2 separate regions of the Mus musculus genome follow, and region 2 is linked to region 1. The links are chromatin contacts, called in public Hi-C maps. All regions are on one chromosome and are shown on one strand. The core of a region is the stretch at or near the end of the contact, and the rest is flanking DNA. Distances in the headings are between cores, read along the strand shown.

Region 1 (6,513 bases), core at 1,694-4,193:
CATCTGTCTTACTGATGCCAAGATTACAAGTGTATGCCTTCATGAGTGTGCACCCCTGATGGGCACAAGCGTACACTGTCACATGTGTGCACCATCTAATGTGGCTTTCCAAAATGGAGTTCTTGGGCTCAAATTTGGGTCCCCATGTTCATGTGCTCTGCACTTTATGGGTTCGCTTTCATCCCAGCTCTAGTGTGGGTGATGAACGTGCAGCAGTTAGTTTAGTGTAACACCTAGACGGGCATCCCCTATGGGCCTCAGTGTTAGACAAGGCGAGTTCTCAGGTCCTGTGGACCTGCTTAGTCGATGTCAGTCTGTCGCAGGAGAAGGAGCCTTAGCTGGCTCTGGTTGTGGTGTCGCTGTTGACCTGAGAAGCAGGCAGAGGTTAATGACCTAGCTGTTCCACGGGAGTAACCCCTGACACCGTTCAAGGCTGGCCGGTTTGGCTGCCGCAGGGTTCAACAAGCAGCTGTGGTGGGGAGAAAGGAGAGAGAGCTGGGGTCTTTCTCCTCAGAAGCACCTCCCCTTTCATTAAACAGAATTTTCTTGCAGCCTTCCCATTGCCTCACTGGGGTGGGGGGTGGGGGTGGGGGCTCCCTGGTTGGTTTTTCCAGCCTGAGACATGCCTTCCACTATTAGGCATCATCAGCTGAATCTCTGCTTCCTCTTCTGTTGCCGGCTCTTTCCATTTCCCCAGCAACTCCCAGGCAGGGTGCAGAAGACTCTGAGGGGAGAAGAAGGCTTCCTGTAGCCAGGAGGGTGTGGGGAAGAAATTCAGGGCCATTCCCAGACCTTGGCCTGTGGGGATGGGGGGTAAGAAGAGAGAGGACTGGCTGGCATGAGGTAACTCCAGTGCTCCTCTCAGCTCTCCAGTTCAGAGTGGCCCCTGTGCCTCAGGAGAAGACTGGTGGGGGCAGTCGCACCCTAGGACAACCCGGGGAATTGAAGGGGAGAGGGTATCACAGCTCTGGCTGGTGTCACTGGGGACCTGTCAGGTAGGAACAGAGGTTAATGGCTGCTCTATGGCCAGTGTCAGGATCCCTGGCATCATTCAGGGGAAAGCTAGGCTTGGCTGTCCCTTCCCTGGCCCTTGAAGAGAGAAGCAGTTGAAGTGGTTTTCTGGCTGGCACTGCAGACTGCACACTATCTAGCAATGCCTAGAAGAGCCATCTTGTGAATGAACATTTAGGCAAAGCTGTGCCAGAGAAATACGGGTTGGGGGTGGGTGCTGATGGATGAGCGAGCTTCAGTCAGGAGGGAGGTATGAGTTTGAAAAGGGATTATCTTGGGTTCCTTTGGTATTTGTCTGGCATTCATTTTCGAACTGTGGAAAAGTGGCTACAGGCCAAAAAGCTTTCTTGTCCAGAATGAACTGAACAGAGGGAAACTTCCAACACAAGGAGAGCGAGTGGTTTCCTTTACAGTGTGACATCTACAGCAGTCTCCACAAATAGGACAGACTCTGGAGTCATGTTGACTGGGTTTGAGTCATTACTCTGGGGCCAGCCTTGTGAAGTGGCTTCGGTGTCCTGTAAGGGGTGCTGATGTGAGGAGGGACGGGGCGGCAGTTTCGTGCTGAGGGGAGCACCTTGCGTAGCACCTGTGGATACCTGGGGCTGTCCTTTTTCTAGATAGTTAGGGTCCTCCATCAGCTGTTGGGGACATTTACAGTCTGGATGACAAGAAGCAAATATCTGAGTTCTCAGACAATAACCAAGATCTCACGTAGCTTAGATGGTAGTGTACAAGTGGGGCTTGTGACAAGGCTGCCAGGAGTGGGGAGACAGTGTCCTCAAAGGCCAGCTTATCTTGTCAGAGCCCAATTCTAGTTTTCTAGCCTCTCCTCCCCCAGCCAGGTCTGGGATTAGCCTGCAGGGACTCCACACCCCACCCCTCCACAGTGCATTTGCCTGACCTCAGACTAGATCTGATAAGAGAAAAGAGAAACAGTTCCTTCAACATTGCCCCTAGGAAGTCTGCACTGGACAGCAAGCCAGGCAGACACTGTAAAGAGGTCTTCATGAAGAAGTGGGCATGCGGGGTGTGGGTGGGGGGCTGCAGATTGAGCCCACAGCTCTGCGGTGATGAGAGCAGAGCAGTGAGGCAGCAGAGAGCAGCATAAGGGGGTGTATCAGCCACTTCGCACTGCTGTAACCACATGCCTGTGACGCTGAAAGGAGGAAGGAGGTATTTTGGCTCCCAGTTTCAGGGAGTTCTGTCAGGTGCTTGATCTCAGGCATTTAGTTAGAACTCTGTGGGAGGTGAGCGCGTGGCACTGTTCTTCCCTCTTTTTTTTTTTTTTTTTTTTTTTTTTTTTTGAGACAGGGTTTCTCTGTATAGCCCTGGTTGTCCTGGAACTCACTTTGTAGACCAGGCTGGCCTCCAACTCAGAAATCTGCATGCCTCTGCCTCCGGAGTGCTGGGACTAAAGGTGTGCGCCACCACGCCCGGCTCTTGTTCTTCCCTTTTGAAGAAGCAGAGGGAGAAAGGGAATTATAAGAAAGCACCAGGCAAACAGTGACCCCCAAGGACAATCCCTCACTCTATCCCTTTAGTAGAGCCCCACCTCCTAGCTCTCACCACCTCCCTATGATGCCACCATCAATGATCTGGCATGCATTAGGTCAGAGCCCTCATGACCTGACTGTCTACAGAAAACAGCCTTGCAGCCTCCTCCCCCTCCAAGAAATGCTTTGCCTTGGCGGTTCTCCATCCGAAGGTGAAGAGATTAGATCGAAGGTTTCTGAGCAGAGCCTGGAAGGAGTCATTGTAGACAACTTCCCTTCCTGGTGGCCTTCAGTGGCCCAGGAAGCAGGATGACAGAGGGAATAGACTCTGGAGGGCTGGTTAAGAAAGGACAGCATCTTCCAGAACACCAGGGGCACACAGGCCCTGCAGAGCCTGGGAAAGCTGCTGTGTCATGGTGACAAGTGTGTGGGCCAACACCAACTCAAGGATTAGGTGGGAGAGAGTGGACATCTTCAGAGATAACACAGACTGTGGAAGTCTGGCTGCTTTCAGCTGCAGGTGACAGAAAACCCAACAGGGTCACACAGACAGGAACGGCCGATTCTGCGGCCATGTTTGGGAGTTGCCAGTAGGTGTGGCCAGCTTCAGGGAAAGGCAATGCAGAGTTCAAAGTCAAGTACCTCATTTCTTTCCAGTCTCCTTCCAAGGAAGGCTTCCTCTGATTTCATCCATCTTCCTAACTCTCAACGAAGCTGCCAGATGATCAGTATTAGCCAAAAAATTCTCTAAGAAATATTCCTCAAGACAGTCAAAGGGCTGGCTTGTAATTTATACTTGACTCAGAAACTGGCTTTCAGAAATTTGGGGGGTTTTGGTAGTTTGTTTTTGTTGTTGTTGTTTTGTTTTTCAAGACAAGGTTTCTCTTTGTCATCTTGCCTGTCCTGGAACTCCTCTGGAGACCAGGCTGGTCTGGAACTCACAAGAGATCTACCTGCCTCTGCCTCCTGAGTGCTGGGATTAAGGACATGTGCCCCCATGCCCCACTTCAGAAAGTTATTTTTAGGGAAATTGCTTTGAGAATCTCAATGGTTGCCAGTGGCCCTTGGACTATCAGCCTCCTAGTTCATGCCCAGGAGGAGAATGGCCTCTGTGCCCCAGCTTGGTTGGCAGGAGGCCCACAATTCATGCTGGGGACACATGTCATCTTCCGGGGAGGCACTGGCTGTCTGGGACCTGACTCAGTGACTTTCCTGAACCTGTTCTCAGGAGTCAGGGCAATAGAGCTACATTGGTGGGCATAAGCCATTGTAGCCCCACTCCTGTGGTTGGGGCAGATGAGTTCATCCCCCAGCACAGGGCTAGGAAGTTCTCGTTATCGTGGGTAATTACTATCGGGGGCAGTGTTGGGTAACCAGCCATGGGGCTGGGCTTGATTCTGTGGGCAGCCCGGTGGTGCTGGAGGTTTTTGATCTGGAAGTGAACGCTTTCAGATGGTGTTTCAGGAAGATTAGTCTGACCACAGATGTGAAAGCCAAGGGATTCCTGGCAAGCCAGTGGGAGGGAGGTGGTGAGCGTTGCATTCACGAACTGGAGCAAGCAAGGCAGAAGAGAGGGGTGGGAAATGCTCTGAGAGAAGTGACAGAACTCAGCATACTGTCAGACAAGGAGAAGATGGCAGGGGAGTGGGGAGCATTCAAAGGTGATGCCAAGGTTTCTGACCTGGGGGAATGTGTGGGGCTTCTGCCCATATCCCAGGCTCCTTCTCAAGAGGAAATGGCTCTCAGAGACCACCAGGAAATCAGGAATTTCCACGGATTGTATGCCACCATATCCAAACAGCCTGGTGGGGCACAGCCCTCATCCTTACACTTGGAAAGCTTAGATAGAAGGACCCAGGGTCCAAGCCCAATGGGACTACATGATAAGACACTGATAAAGGGGGCGGGGGAGAGGAAGGAGAGAGAAAGAGAGAGACAGACAGAGACAGGCACAGAGAGAGACACAGAAACACACAGAAAGTCAGAGAAACTGAGATAGAGACAGAAAGACAGAAAGCAATACATAGAGACAGCAACAGAAAGACAGAGAGAGAGAGAGAGAGAGAGGCAGAGACACAGACACAGACAGACAGAGAGATTACTTCAAACTCTGTATCCCCACTGAGTTGGAGGTGTTATAAGCTGAGCAGACCTTAAGTGAAGAAGGCGTTCACAGGAGCCCTCTCTGTAGCATCCCACCTGGCTGACCTCTGTCCCTACTAGTTGCAGTGGTGTTTTGATTTTATGCCTTTGTAGCAGCCACGTTTCACTGAGGAATCTGCAGAGCTGGGCAAGCAGCACGTGCTGTGGCATGTCTGTTGGGACTGGGGGCACAGCCAAGCAGGAAGCCAGAGAACAGGACCACTGCCCTACAGATTGAGGGGGCGGACATCTTTGAAGATTGGTTGATAGTGAGGATTTCTCAAAGCATAATGACTTTAAATGAACCTAAATTTGCAATGTTTGGAAACCTCAGAGTCTCTGTAGTAGATTCAGCACATTCAAGGAACCTAGGCTCCATGCCAGCTACCTTATACAGATAAAGATGAGGGCAAATGCATCCTCAGCACCAGCCATTGTGCTGAGCTCTAAGACCCTCCCTGAATCTGGCTGTACTGCTAAGGCCGCCAGCACCTTCCTGCCCTTCACAGCTGTCCTCACCTCAGTCTGACAAAGCTTACAGAGCTCTCACAGGAGGCTGGAAGAAATGATAAGGCATGACTCTACAGTCCCACTTTACGGCTCACAATGGCGCTGAGAGGCTACTAGAACCGTGAACGTATATGTAGGACCATTGAACAGGGCCATTCTATATACTAGGCAAGATTTAAACTAAAACTTCTAAAAAATGGAAGACTGAAACAAATACGCTTTTATGATCAATCCTTAGAGAATTCAATTAATTTCCACTATTTCCAGAACATTCCAGTCTGCCCCTCCAGTCAGCACTGTACGGTGAGCGGGCCAGCCATCGGCTGTAGTGTGGTCTTGAAGTCCTGTTTACACAGTGAGCACACTATCTCTGCTCAGAGTATGGCTATCTGGGCTGTCCAGATGTGGTCACTGGAAATTAAACCTCTGCCCACTTTCCAGCTGCCACCACTGACCAGGTCCCTAGTTGCATTCTTTTTTTTATCGGATTTGCAGGGATATCCCAGGCTTCCAAATCCATGTTGACTTTGAAAAAAAACTTTTCCAAGAGGAAGAAGTAGCAGCCTCTGCTCTGAAAACACTCCCCATCTTCCACACATCCCCTCTACCTCCCCATCCCCCATCCTCCCCCTCAGAGGGAGGGTGCAGTGGGTGAGAACCTGACTCCCTAGATAATGCCCACAATGGGCCAAAAATTCACAACAGCTAAGTGTCTGCCCTTCCTTTTCCTTTTCCTTTGAAAAGGAAGAATTTATCCAGCAAAATAACTCAGTGGGTAAAAGAGCTTACTACTAGGTCTAGCAACCCAAGTTCAAGAAACATACATACACACACACACAAGTAAAGAAAAAATAAGTAAATAAACATCAAAAAATTAAAGGGAGGGATGCGGGAAGAGGAGAAAAGGGAAGGGAGGAGAGGGGAAAGAAAATTGTCTTTAGGCTACCAAGTTAGGATTCTGTAAACTAGGGGTCTAAGTTGTACCTTGGTTGTCTGAGTTCTTGCCTAACATTCAAGACACCCTGGGTTCAACCCGCAGGACCACATAAAACTGGGCACAGGCACCCCCCCCCCCACACACACACAGCTTAGCACTCAGGAGAATCGTGAATGTCAGGTCATCCTTGGCTACATGGAGAATTTGAAGCCAGCCTGGCCTACGTGAGGCCCTGTGATAGGACTTCATAGTTTCCAAACGGCCTTCTTTGTTCTTTTGGCACCAATCCTACCAGTACACATTGATAAGAGAATACTTATTTGCTCTCTTCACAGACATCAGATAAACACAGTTCTCTCAAGGAAGGCTGAACTAACTGGACAGGACTGCCAAAACGGACTGTAATCAGACATTAAG
Region 2 (6,513 bases), core at 541-3,040, 84 kb after region 1:
TATGCCTGGGGCTGGAGGGCATTCCCCTCTGTTGTGACTACATTTCCTGAAGCCTTCCCTCTCCTATGCTGCTTTAGTTAGGTTGTTTTTATCACAGTGATGAGCAATGGCTCTCTGCAGCCATGTTCTCTCCAGAAGGAAAGATTCTGGTTCCACGAAGTGTCTGGACAATGACACCTGCCTAAGTACATGGGAAACTGTCCTTGAGTGTCTCTAAACACAGTGTACAGAAGGGATCAAGCTCTGTAGAGCTGAGGCCTCAGCTAGCCACTCAGAAAGTAAGGTAGGCCCTGGGGCCCTGAGGCCTCCAGTCGGCTGGTTCATGGCTGCTGGTAGGAGACTCTCACACCAGGTGTGAGGTGGAGAGAGGATCTGGAGCTTGTGTCTTTGAAACTTCCTAAGGGCAACCTGGTATATAACATGCCATGACCCAGTCTCTCTTGAAGGGCATAAGGCTGGCATGTCAGTTTTTGTCCAGGAGGTTGGCCCAGTAACCACTCTACTCAGGGTTAGGCTTCTCCCAGACCTCCTTTCTCTGTACTGTTCTCCCTGCTCTGCCTTCTATACTCTTGCTGTATTAACCACTCAGCCCGATCCACTTCATGACTCTCAGGAGTGAGGCTCCTCACATTAGCCCTCTCTGCCTGGAAGCCACCCTCAGGGCAGGTTGGCATCAATTCTCCAGGCTAAGTCTCTGTGGAAGATCAGGGTGCATAGATGCCTGGGCCTGAATCAGGAAGGAAACTGGTTCTGGTTGGATCTCCAGGGTGATTTCCCAAGTGCTTCCATTTCTAAACCAACTCGTCTGCTTGTAGGAAGAAGGCAGGTCAGGGAAACAGAGAGAGCAGGCAACACTCAGAGGCTCAGGGGCTGGTGAGTCACCCAGCTTTCGATTCCCAGAGCTCCTGGGAAACACTGGGCTCAGCGGTGAGGTTACAGAGCCTGATGAGACCCACAGGCAAACCAGCCTCTCCTCTTCTGTGCCTCCCCAATTCTTCCCCCACCTGACACAGATCTCCAGGCTGCCATCCTTTTCCTCCTTACAGCAGGGCTGGAGTTTAAGAAAGTTTGTGTGTATGATTGGTAGTGCCCAGGGTTCTAACTGGATTTGTCTTGATGTTCTTGTTGTCACAGAGGAGACAGGTCATTATATTCTGGGCAAGTTCTTAATAGTTGTTGAATTAATAAATGAATCAATGGCTTAATAAATGAGTTTCCTATTTTGAACACAGTACTCACCTTTTGGGCACCCCAGATAGCTGATGTTAGCATCATTTACAGCTATGTTGTCCAGTGCAATGGGAACCTCCACCCCATGTGCTTCTGGCTCCTGCACCACTGCTGCCCCTCCCACTCCTACCCCTTACCCCCCCCCCCCCCCCCGTGGTTACTTGTCCTTGTCCCCTGTTTCTGAAGCTACTGTTGTGGTCAGGATAGAGGAGGGCCTAGCCCCACTAGTTCTGAAGCAGGGCTGGGTTACTCGGATGTTTCAATCTGGACACTTTAAATCTGTCACATGCCTCTTTTACTGACATTGACTTCCTGATTAACCTAACAGGGCCTTTAGAAAACTGTATTCTCTCCCTTCTCCCTCCCTTCCTTCTTCCCTTCAGGCCCTCTCCCCTCTCCTTCTCTGAGCTGCCTGAAGGCATCCGCCCTCCCTGGCCTGAGGCTCCAAGGTCCAGAGTGCGCCCCCTGCTGCCCGTGAACAGCTGAAAAGAGCAGAGGTGCTCCAGGGCCTGAACTCAGTGAGTCCTGCAGCAAGGTGACTCAGCACCAAGTCCAGCTGCAGGGCCTGGGGGTGGGGATCTGCTGTCCTCGCCCCTCCCCCGGGCTCACCTCCCTCTTCAGGCCCCCTTAACCCAGTTGTTAATCATTAATATCTTGTTCCAGAGGGAGCCAGTTGTCCTGGAGTCTTGCTGCACATCTGCTCCTGTTTGTGCCCCAGGCACAAGTCTCTGGGACTTAGAGGGGCCTGAGCCGAGAACTTTCCTATGCTCAACCTCTCCACACCTAAGAGGCTGCTGACTCTTTGTGGGATTCACAAATGCTAGAGAGCTTAGGCATAGCCAGGATTCAAACTAAGGGCTCAGACACAGGCTCAGGTTGTCCAGAGAGTCACCCTGAACTACTGGTTTCATGGTTGTCTGAGTGTAATGCACCAGGTAGCCCTGGGTGGGCCTGTGGGATCACTCTCCCCTCTCCACAGCTCACAAGGTACCCCATCACTAGCCCTATATCTCCGTCTGTCTTGCTGAGGATGGATGACAAAGCATCGTGGGTGTTAGGTCAAATGCTGCTTCAGATGGAAGGTAGTCACTGGGCACTGGGTTGAAGTAACAGCCCCCGAGGAACTAATGAATATGGGTAGTCTGAAACAAATCAGAAACTCTCTACACTGGACTTCCATTTCCCTAGCGTAAATATGACTTGCAGAACCTAATACCCCTAGGGAAGCGAATGAGCCTAGGGACTTATCTCTGGCCCTACAAGTGGCATTGCGTGGTCCAGTAACATCCTGGTTTGGTGGCGAGGTTGGTGAGCTCTGCAAGGCTCCTTTCCGTCATCACCACAAGATGTCGCTGTTGTTCGCAATTAGCTGACAAGACGCAAGTCCAAACTACGATCCTCTGGTTTGTTTGTCTTATTTTTTTTGGTGGAGCCCAGAAATCTGTTTTCAGTTTTAAGAACCACTGTCATGAGCCGCTCTGCAAACTCTGCTTCTCTTAGCTCTTCTCCCTCTGAAGGTCAAGGCAAGACAGTCTATAGCCTACCTGGAACTCTCGACCTGCTGGCATAACTCTGGGCAGTCTCTGGAAATCTGATGATGTCCAGACGCCTCAAAAGTTGTCCAAGCCATCCAATAGCTGATTGTGAGCATCCACTTATGTGTTTGCTAGGCCCCGGCATAGTCTCACAAGAGACAGCTATATCAGGGTCCTTTCAGCAAACTCTTGCTAGTGTATGCAACGGTGTCATCGTTTGGAGGCTGATTATGGGATGGATCCCTGGATATGGCAGTCTCTAGATGGTCCATCCTTTTGTCTCAGCTCCAAACTTTGTCTCTGTAACTCCTTCCATGGGTGTTTTGCTCCCAATTCTAAGAAGGGGCAAAGTGTCCACACTTTGGTCTTCGTTCTTCTTCAGTTTCAAGTGGATGCTCACAGTCAGCTATTGGATGGATCACAGGGCCCCCAATGGAGGAGCTAGAGAAAGTATCCCAGGAGCTAAAGGGGTCTGCAACCCTATAGGAGGAACAACAATATGAACTAACCAGTACCCGGGAGCTCTTGTCTCTAGCTGCATATGTATCAAAAGACAGCCTAGTCGGCCATCATTGGAAAGAGAGGCCCATTGGACATGCAAACTTTATATGCCCTAGTACAGGGGAACGCCAGGGCCAAAAAGTGAGAATGGGTGGGTAGGGGAGTGGGGGAGGGGGTATGGGGGACTTTTGGGATAGCATTGGAAATGTAATTGAGGAAAATACCTAATTAAAAAGAAATGTAAATAAAGAAAACATCTAGTAAAAAAGAAAAGAAGAAATACATCTCAAGTATTACATATCTGTAGCAATTCACTAGTATTTGTATAATTCACTTAATAAATCAGTGATCAGCACTGAATTGAAGGTTGAGACAAGAAGGAAGTGTGTAGAAGTGTATGGAGTCTTCCCTACTGGAGGAGGTCTATATTTTTTCCCCTGAAATGCTTTCTTTAATGCTTACATGAACATGCTATGTAATAATTTTATCAACTTTTTCAAAAAAGTCTTTTTATGCAAGCAAAATATCAATAAATAAATATCTTGCTAGAACTGAGGTTTTACCAGAACAACTTTACTTGATGCCTTCCTTCTTGCTTTTATTTATCTATATACCAGACTTACCTTTGTTTTTGTTCTTTTGTTTGTTTGATTATTTTATTGTAATTCTTGAAAATAAATATGCAAAAGACAAAAAAAGTTGTCATTTATATAAAGCAATTTTAACTCAGTATTTTGAGTCAAAAATAGTTTTTTAAAGTAGATCATATCTCTGCCAACCTCCAAATCTTAGCATCTTGATTGCATTCAGATGTTTGATTTAGAATTGTTTAACTACCCCAGATTATTTTCTTCATTTTGTTGATGTCTTCCTTCTTGCTTTTATTTATCTATATACCAGACTTACCTTTGTTTTTGTTCTTTTGTTTGTTTGATTATTTTATTGTAATTCTTGAAAAAAATATGCAAAAGACAAAAAAAAAGTTGTCCAAGCCAACCAACTATGTGGGTTTCTGTCTCACTCTGTCCAGTTTTCATAGTCGTGTGTGTGTGTGTGTGTGTGTGTGTGTGTGTGTGTGCGTGTGTGTGTGTGCATGCAACTCCATTGACTAGCCTTGGCTAGCAGAAGCACCTTAGCACCTTCTCCTTGATTGCCCCTGGACACAGGAAATCTAGGGAGCAGCCGGCAGGATGGATATCTCCCAGATCAGATGTCAGCATACTAAAGACAATGAGATTTTGACAGTAACCAGAGAAAGAAAATATCTGATTATTTAAGAATGATGAGTTCTAGTCAGATGTCAAGAAAAACAACTAAAGTGAAATAGTTAAGTATTGAAAAGAGCAAACGTCCATCCATTTAGCATTTATATGGAGCAGCACTAGTCAGCAGACATGAACGCTAAATAAAAGTTTATAGATAAGCACATAAGAGGCTAGAATGTGCTAATCAGATCTACTGGGTAGGGCAGTGGTGGTGCACGCCTTTAATCCCAGCACTTGGTAGGCAGAGGCAGAGGCAGGTGGATTTCTGAGTTTGAGGCCAGCCTGGTTTACAGAATGAGTTCCTGGATAGCCAGGGCTACACAGAGAAACCCTGTCTCAAAAACAAAACAGATCTACTGGGTATAAAATGATAACACAAGTTTATCGGCAAGAAGGAAAATGAGTGATGCCTTCACTTTTCCTGGGAGCCATGAATAAATGCCAGCTACAGTAACTACAAGCACAGCAGTGGCTACAGCGTCTGGCTCAGCAAACCAGTAATTCACTGAACCTTCAGAAGTGTGGTGTGACCTCAGCATAGGTGAGGACTTCTCCAAAGCTGTATGGTGGCGGTCCCTCCTTAACTAATACTCTGCACTCTAGCACCCCTGAGACCACTGGGACCTCTGGGAGGCAGGTGCCACAGGAAACTAGTGGCTGGACCTTCAGATGGAGGTCTGATGATACTCCCACGTCTTCTTCAGTGAGGAGACTCAACCCTCATCTCGTTGCTTCTAGGAATTACATGTCCTCTGATTAAGATGCTAATAATGGGGCTGGAGAGACTGCTTAGCCGTGAAAAGCACAGGGTGCTCTTCCAGAGGTCCTGAGTTCAATTCTCATCACCCACATGGTGGCTCACAACCATCTATACAGGGATCTGATGCCCTCTTCTATAATGCAGGTGTACATGCAGATAGAACACTCATATTTTAAAAAGTGGTAATAGCTGAATTATGCTCAGAGGATTCCATGTTGGCACGCATCAAAAAACTAGCTCCTGACAAGGACTTGTATAAAAGAGAAAGGGAAACAATTGTTCTTATTCTTAGCTGGTCCAAAAAGACAACTGCTTGCTTTGTTTTGTTTTGTTGTTTTTGAGACAGGGTTTCTCTGTGTAGACCCAGCTGTCCTGGAACTCACTCTGTAGACCAGGCTGGCCTCGAACTCAGAAATCCACCTGCCTCTGCCTCCCGAGTGCTGGGATTAAAGGCGTGCACCACCACACCCGGCTCAACTACCTCTTTAAAAATAATCATAGTACCAGAATTCTCAGTGATTGTAGTCCCTGTTAAGTGAAATGGAAGACAGCATCATCTCAAGGGACAGAGGGAGGAGTTGGTAAGACCACCACCAGCTGCTCATACCACACCTGAAGCCATCCCCTGTTATCTGAAGATGTTAGTTGTTATTGCATTTTGCAGACTTGAGGGTAACCATTTAAGTTTTTTTTTTTTTTAAGAACATAATTGACAAGCTAAAAGGTATGATGAAATAGAGTTGGGGCTGGGGTGGTGAAGAGAAGACTCGTTGGCTAGAAGTGCTACTGATCTTACAGGAGACCCAAGCAGAGTTCCCAGCAACCTTGATAGGCAGCTAACAACCACCTGTAATTTCAGCAGAAGACGGAAGACCCAGTTTAATCCTACTTAAAGGTGGAAGGAGAGAATAGAGTCCACACCATGTCCTCTGACCTCCATGTGTGTACCATGACACTTTCAACAAATACTTGTCTTAGTCAGGGTTTCTATTCCTGAGCAAAACATCATAACCGAGAAGCAAGCTGGGGAGGAAAGGGTTTATTCAGTTTACACTTTCACATTGCTGTTCATCACCAAAGGAAGCCAGGACTGGAACTCAAGCAGGTCAAGAAGCAGGGGCTGATTCAGAGGCCACGGAGGGATGTTACTTACTGGCTTGCTTCACTTGGCTTGCTCAGTTATAGAACCCAAGACTACCAGCCCAGGGACAATGGGCCCTCC

The links. Hi-C and Micro-C count contacts between places; a contact is called where the count stands out from the background.
Region 2: a Hi-C map of the N1E-115 cell line shows a contact between it and region 1, with 6 times the contacts expected there. The contact joins two enhancer-like sites. A contact is called at or near these places in 5 of 39 promoter capture datasets (the 3T3-L1 cell line, 3T3-L1-derived adipocytes, the HPC-7 cell line and 2 more), 2 of 484 Hi-C or Micro-C datasets (the N1E-115 cell line and embryonic stem cells), 3 of 115 datasets of contacts at active chromatin or transcription factors (the HPC-7 cell line, double positive thymocytes and embryonic stem cells) and 2 of 9 other capture datasets (adipose tissue and pancreatic islet).

Annotation. Positions count from the first base shown.
Region 1 is chr1:191,877,483-191,883,995 of GRCm38.p6, forward strand. No RefSeq gene overlaps it. Among named protein-coding and RNA genes, the nearest start is that of Slc30a1, 26 kb to the right of the region's middle. Within about 2 kb of position 2,944, at least 45 of the 459 cell types and tissues checked have an H3K27ac peak or open chromatin away from gene starts, as enhancers often do. A contact at or near this core is called in the HPC-7 cell line, the N1E-115 cell line and liver, where this site is marked.
Region 2 is chr1:191,962,706-191,969,218 of GRCm38.p6, forward strand. It overlaps a transcript of Rd3 not described here. Among named protein-coding and RNA genes, the nearest start is that of Rd3, 11 kb to the right of the region's middle. Within about 2 kb of position 1,791, at least 89 of the 459 cell types and tissues checked have an H3K27ac peak or open chromatin away from gene starts, as enhancers often do. A contact at or near this core is called in the HPC-7 cell line, the N1E-115 cell line and liver, where this site is marked.